Linked DNA regions of Zea mays: region 1 is linked to region 2. The links are chromatin contacts, called in public Hi-C maps. All regions are on one chromosome and are shown on one strand. The core of a region is the stretch at or near the end of the contact, and the rest is flanking DNA. Distances in the headings are between cores, read along the strand shown. Region 1 holds the start of LOC100384176 (homolog of histone chaperone HIRA). Region 2 has its middle 220 kb from the start of LOC100277016.

Region 1 (3,311 bases), core at 540-3,039, 340 kb before region 2:
AGAGCGGGAGAGCGGACCGACTCGTGGAAATTGGCTCAGGTAGCAGGTTACCCTTTTCCCTTTTTATTTTCTATTTTCTATTTCTTATTTCTATTTCAAGATTTTCAGGTTTTCACTTCAAATCTAAATCTCGGTTTGAAGTCCAAAGTTCATATTAAATGCAAAAGCATAAATCCAGCATGATGCAAAGTATATTTTTGTTATCATTATTATGTTATTATTATTAAAAAATTATTCATAATCACTACTCTTCTTAAACAAATAATATGCATAAATAGGGAATTAAATGATCAGGAATTCCACCATATATATTATTTAAGAAAATAGTTTAAGTGCATATTCAAAACTGAATATTTACTATTTATTTAACTTTAGTAAACAAGTTTCATTTCATAATTTTATTAAAAGACACTTTAAAGTATAAATTTCTAAAGAATTTTACTAGGTCCCAAAATTAGGATTTTTAGGGTGTTACACGGTCGTTCACATGCTCTCATTGACTTTGGAGCGCTTAGCTTTTGAAGCTTCGTGTGTATCGAATCATTTCTCTTTAACTTTGAAGCGTTTATGGTCTGTTTGATTCGCGGCTAATTGTAACATACTTTGTCTAAAGTTAGTCGTCCGAATTTAAAAACTAACCTTAGACAAAAAGTTAGGTAAAATATGTTAAGTTAGGCAACGAACCAAATATAATATTATGACTTAGCCTTTGAAGCTTCCTATGTATCGAATCATTATTGGGTTGGACTGCGTGCTTGGACCGCTCCAGCATAGCATCACGATCAGATGTTGAAATTGAAAGAGGCCCAACATGGAACAAGGTCCAGTACAACCTTCTCCGCTTTCAGATTGCATTTCTGTTTTGGCTGCCACCATCAATGAAGAAATTAGCTGCAGTTGCTAGCTGCCTAATTCAATCTAACGGTGCGTTTGGATACCTTCATTTTAGAGGAATTGGAATTCACTCAATAAAATAACTTATTTAGTTTGAATTTTGACATTCCACCACTTTCCAAAGTTCAGATATAAGCCTATCTCAAATTCATGTGGTGGAGGGTTAGAAATGATTTTATGCATTAGTAGAATTTGTTTCTACCCTGTAACTTACATGACACTCTTCGTCTCACTCCTCTATAGTAAAAATGTAGCACATAAATATCTCCGACATCTTGTTAATAATAGTATACAAATATATTTTACATAAAATCGAATGAGCTTAATTGATATATGCCTAAATTACTATTATTTGAATGAAATTCAATTCCAATGATTCAAACGGGGCGTAAGAGATTTTATTTTGTCTTATCGTTTGTTTTCCTTTCCGTATCCATGCATTGCGCCGTATTTATTTTTAACACGTATATACAGTATATGCCTGATAATCTTTTGATATTGCTTTTGCTAGCACCGAATTTCTGTGTCAGCTACCTTTCAATTTCTTTCGTGTGAACAATCTATCTGACGGTGCCAGTTGCTGTGGTATGGGTATAAAAAAATACAGAAACCAACAAACAGTACACGTGCTCTGTTACAATGTATACATGTATTGTTGTTTGTTACTGCCATCCAATGTTCCTTCTCAAAAGTACTAATCGTAAAGCATGCAGCTTCATTGTAAAGGTATACGATTTATAAGAGAGAAAAAAGGACAAAAAAGTAAATTAAATTGTCGACACATCTCTGCCTTTCCTTCACAAGTGCACACTTTCCAATTCAGTTCAATTTTCATTCGAATTCGTTTTCGTTTTTCGTTCTTTTTTGTTTTTCCCCATTCTCACACGAACAAGACGAACACGTTCGTCCCCATCGCCGTGTTCTTCGCGCCGCCGCTGCCCACCGATCGAATCCGCCCGCCGCCTCCCAGTAACCTCCGGATCCCTACTCCTCCAAGCTTCTGTACATCTCATCCTATTCGATTTGTCTCTCGATTGCCATCATCAGTCGCAACCCAGATATGAGTTTCACTACCAAATTCTAGGGTTTGGGGCATATGGCCTCGTGGGTTTGGGAGTGTGATCGACGGGCAGTGTAATTTAATAATTAGCTAGGATGTCAAGAGATGATCACGTTGAAATCTAAGTCTTGAAGAGATGATTGCGGAGAAGCCAAACTGGATTCGTCACGAGGGCCTACAGATCTTCTCCATCGACATCCAGCCCGGCGGCCTCCGCTTCGCCACTGGCGGCGGCGACCAGAAGGTATTATGTGTTGTTTGTTTTTCCTTTACTTGCTTCTAGTTTAGTCCGAGGCTCCGAGCTCAGCGCTGTATTTTTCCCTTTCTCTTTTATCTTCTCCATTGATATTTTTTCCTGCTGGCTTGCCTTGTCCTCTTTCTCAGTACTATAATAGGTTAATATTTGCGTGCTAATTGTGCTTCAGTGATATCCCGAGTTGAAAGTATTTGGAGGTTAAGGATTGCAAGTAGGCAGGGGTGGACTTGGTGCCAGGTGACCCCAGCTGGCTGGGCTCCTCAGCAAACACGCAATATTGAAACAGATTTTTTTATAGCAAACATTCATCATAGTAGATTTGCCTAAGCTCTAGAACTCTCTTGAGTTCACCACTGCTAGTAGTTTATGAGCATTTGTTTGCATTCTTGGGTCCAGCTTGTTCGGTTAAGGTATTATTTTGGGTGTACTGGCTACCTATTGGGTGTGTGTGTGGGAGGGGGGGGGGGGGGGGGGTACTCCATCCAGGCATATTTTGTTTAGTTCTAACAATTCTCTGCTCGTACATAACCTTGTAATTAGTGAGTATATCCGATGCAATTAGTGACTAGATTTTCAACCGGGAAATATTGTGCGGTCACTACTCATCCTCCCAAATTTTAATCTCATAGGTTTCACTTTGTTGTTTTTAGTCCATATTAGCTAGCATGTTGCATTATAATTAAATAGCTTATTGAGTGTTCGTCAAACATAAGGTTTTGCATTGATATGATTCTTAATCAGAATATTGGTAATTTCATTGTTGGGTTATAATAAAAAATTTAAAGATTTAGTTGGTTGTGATTTCTTGTCATGTTAACGCATATTTGTTTGTAACTCGTTATGTTACACTGAGGTGTGACCAGTGTTTCATATTTTCCTTTCATCATTCATATGTGATCTAAAGGGTAGGCCTAGTGCAGTGGTGAGAGCCGTCTCACTAAGTCAGGCCGTGGCTTCGAAGCAGCTTCTCCGCATGTGTGGGGGAGACTTGCCTCGGGTTATTCCTTCCCAAACCCCACTCATGTGGGAGCCTCGACACTGGTTTACCCTTTTTTCATTCATAATTGATCTCCTTTAAGGCCCTTTTATTTTCTGCGGTGT
Region 2 (3,246 bases), core at 496-2,995:
TCCTCTTGGACCACCTGCTCTTCACCTGTGGGGGGTTTATATATCGCAAGAGTGAGCTCACAAAAGATCATAGGTCAACATGTTGTGAGGGATAATGTGCATGAACTCACCAAAGGTGGGAGTTCATGTGAAGTGTAAGACTGATCAACAAATAAAGGGTTAAAGCTGAGCATTGCTTTTATAAGTTGGTCAAATTTTATTAGCAGATACTAAAGGTAAGTAAATACCAAACCAGAGTAATAATAGATCAAAGTAATAATAAATCCCAATGCGATGCAAATGACAAATTGAATTTAATTCCATACATTAATCATGTGAGGGTCTAAGCCGCTCATGACCGTGAGCACGACTGATATACCAGTTTTACACTCTGCAGAGGTTGCACATCTTTACCCACAAGTCATATTACCCATCTGCCGAGGGATCACGACTCCCATACACCTCTACCAAGGAAGCGAGGTAGGGTAACACTACGAGACCTTTACAAAGTTCCACTAGCTTCAAAAAACCCGCTACAATTTCTAGGAAGCTCCAATGCAGGGACCCCTCGCCTGACCACCATCGCAGCAAAATCAACCCAAGGGCCTCCCTACACTGACCACTGCCCTTGCCCCTTTCGGGTAAGGTAGTCCTCCACTAGCTTTCCTAATTAGTCAGCCAAGGGTGTCCCATACCACCCTTGTGGTAGTACTGTTTTCCCAGGTGGTCGCTCCATGTTCCAATTAACATAATGATCTTATCATGAACAATAAATAACAAACTTATAACAAAAGTATGATCATGAACAATGTGTATCTCCATACCCAAAACCACATAAAGCAATAGCAGGTACTACCCAAAAATTCAGTGGTAAACAAGGTATAAAGATAACCAAACTAGGGTAACCTATTGGGTCCCATCAAAATTAACCTATGCAGATCATTATGATTAATAAGAACATGATTGGGTAAAAAGAAGTGACCAAGGGCACAACTTGCCTTCAACGAGCTCCTGCTCAGCAGTCTCCACCTTCTGAACACCTGAATCCTCTATGGCTGGCTTTTCTACTCGCAACAATACAAACAAACATGGTATAGCAGAAATTAACATCACACCAAATATCAAAACAAAATGCATGATAATATTCTACGCGTCGTAACGAGATCGTAGGAACAAGAATTACTAAATTTGGAGTTACAGTTAACTAGTTATGAATTTTCAAAGTTATTATGTGCCTATAGTATAGAATAATTCAAGTGAATAATTGTCATTCAAGTTTCATGGCTAAACAGAGTTACTAGGTGATAAACAGTATTAAAACAAAATTAATGCCACTAGAATGGATCAATTTGGAGTTAAAATGAATTTAATATGAATTATACAAGTTTCTGGAATTATTTTTGTATTAAAAATCAATTTCTATAATTACTTATCTAATTTCTCTGTTCTCTCGACTTCGCGCCAATTACCCAAGAGTTCCAGGGCTAACCCATAAAAATCCCCCAGACTCAGTTTGAAACAGCGATGAACCGCGGGTTAATTCTCTAATTTCCAGGGGTTCTTATGATAATGTGTTCGCGAAGGGATATCGCTCGATCAGAATTGTCAGATCTAAACAGACGGCCTAGATCTGACGCCTACATTATAAACCGACGTGTGAAACTGACCACTGGATCTGAGATCTAGGGCACACATTTCTTGGATCGAAGCGGTACGCTACCTATGATCTCACTCGCCCAACATCAATCCCACGGTCCTAAACTTTTCACAACTCTTTCTGATCTGGGTCGTTCGTCCTGAGATCAACAACACCTGTGCCATTCCCTTCCCTGCACAGTAGAACAGCGGCGTCGCTCCCCCAACCTCCGGCGAGCTCGCCATAGTGCCCACGACCCCGGAACCTAGTGCTCCAAAATTCACCTACAAGACCCCACGGCCTAGCGGACAATAACATGTCGCCGGAGAGATCACTTACCGGCGATGAGATTGGACGATGAGTGCCACCCACTGCCAACAGTGGTCCTAGGCGGGGAAGTCAACTCCGGTGAGGAATTAACTCTGCAGTTCCTAGCGCCAGTGCCAATAACCGACCCAAATCCGCACGGTGTGCCCCGATGATGCGCCCTCGCCAGCGCCCTAGGGCACAACACTTTTCAACCGGACTTCTGCCCACGGGGAAAGATTCTATGGTTCTCGGCGGGGAGATTCACGGCTATGGTGGAGGTCGGCACTGGGTGTGGGTTGTGGCCAGAGAACGAGGCGCATGGCCGCGGGTTTTATACCCCAGATTGGGGGCAACAACCCCACTGAATTCTACGGGGATCCCAGCTGGCATTCAACGGATTGCTGTTGGCGTAGTCCGCCAAACTCGCGAGGATGACGCCCTCGACCAGCGGATCCCACGGTTAGAGAAGAAGCTCCATGCCCAGTGTTACAGCGTCTGACGACTGGACCCGTGCGTCAGTTGGAGCTTGCGGGGGATGTTGGGCCGCGGTCGAAACACTGCTGGGCCACGAGCGAGGTACTGGGATAGTGGGCCAAAAGTGGTACCCCGGCCCAAGCGGAGGTTATTCCCTTTCTTTTTCTTTTCTTATTTTTCTCTATTTTATTTTCTTCTTATTTTTGAATCTCAATTTAAATTTCAAATTTGTGGTGAATTTGTCCTCAGTTAAATGTACAGTTTGAAAATACCAGTGTGAAAGATTTTTATTCTTATTTTTATTTTATATTATGTAGGATTGTCTCCTCTTCTTTTTATGTTATTTTCCAATTCTCTAAGTTGAACACTTTTTTGTTAAACCCTAATTTGATCACATGTTCCTAGTAACATGACTAGTATTAAATGCACAACACAAAAATCCAATATGAGGCATAGATTATTTTAGGTATTATTAGTAATTGTTCACTTTAAACCCCTGCTAAATTCGAACTTTCGTCGAAATCGTCTCTATTCATATGTATGAAATACATATATGAAATACGTATGTGGAGTTCCCTAGAATTTCATGTGATTCAGTAAACAGAATATGGAATCCATGATTGCTAGATTGATCCGTAGGGATTGATGAAGAGTGAGAGTAGATGGCAACACATATAATGAGATATACTCTTTTCAAATTATTTACATTTTGGGTCTTACAAGTCCTACCCCCTTAAAAAGAATCTCGTCCTCAAGATTAGAAAGAGCTAGGGAAGAGGTGGGGAAAATCTACTCACAACTCTTCTTCTCTTTCTCAAGTAGCCTCATCTTCACCATGGCGACTCCAC

Evidence for each region. Hi-C and Micro-C count contacts between places; a contact is called where the count stands out from the background.
Region 1: a Hi-C map of leaf shows a contact between it and region 2, with 7 times the contacts expected there. The contact joins the promoter of LOC100384176 here to the enhancer-like site in region 2. A contact is called at or near these places in 6 of 25 Hi-C or Micro-C datasets (bundle sheath, ear, leaf and 1 more).

The regions. Positions count from the first base shown.
Region 1 is chr7:63,333,949-63,337,259 of Zm-B73-REFERENCE-NAM-5.0, reverse strand. It overlaps LOC100384176 (homolog of histone chaperone HIRA), which reads left to right and starts at 1,789. Exons shown (of 10, transcript NM_001362248.1): 1 at 1,789-2,198. The coding sequence starts at 2,091.
Region 2 is chr7:62,996,045-62,999,290 of Zm-B73-REFERENCE-NAM-5.0, reverse strand. No RefSeq gene overlaps it. Among protein-coding and RNA genes, the nearest start is that of LOC100277016, 220 kb to the left of the region's middle. Within about 2 kb of position 1,745, at least 15 of the 20 cell types and tissues checked have an H3K27ac peak or open chromatin away from gene starts, as enhancers often do. A contact at or near this core is called in bundle sheath, ear, leaf and 1 more, where this site is marked.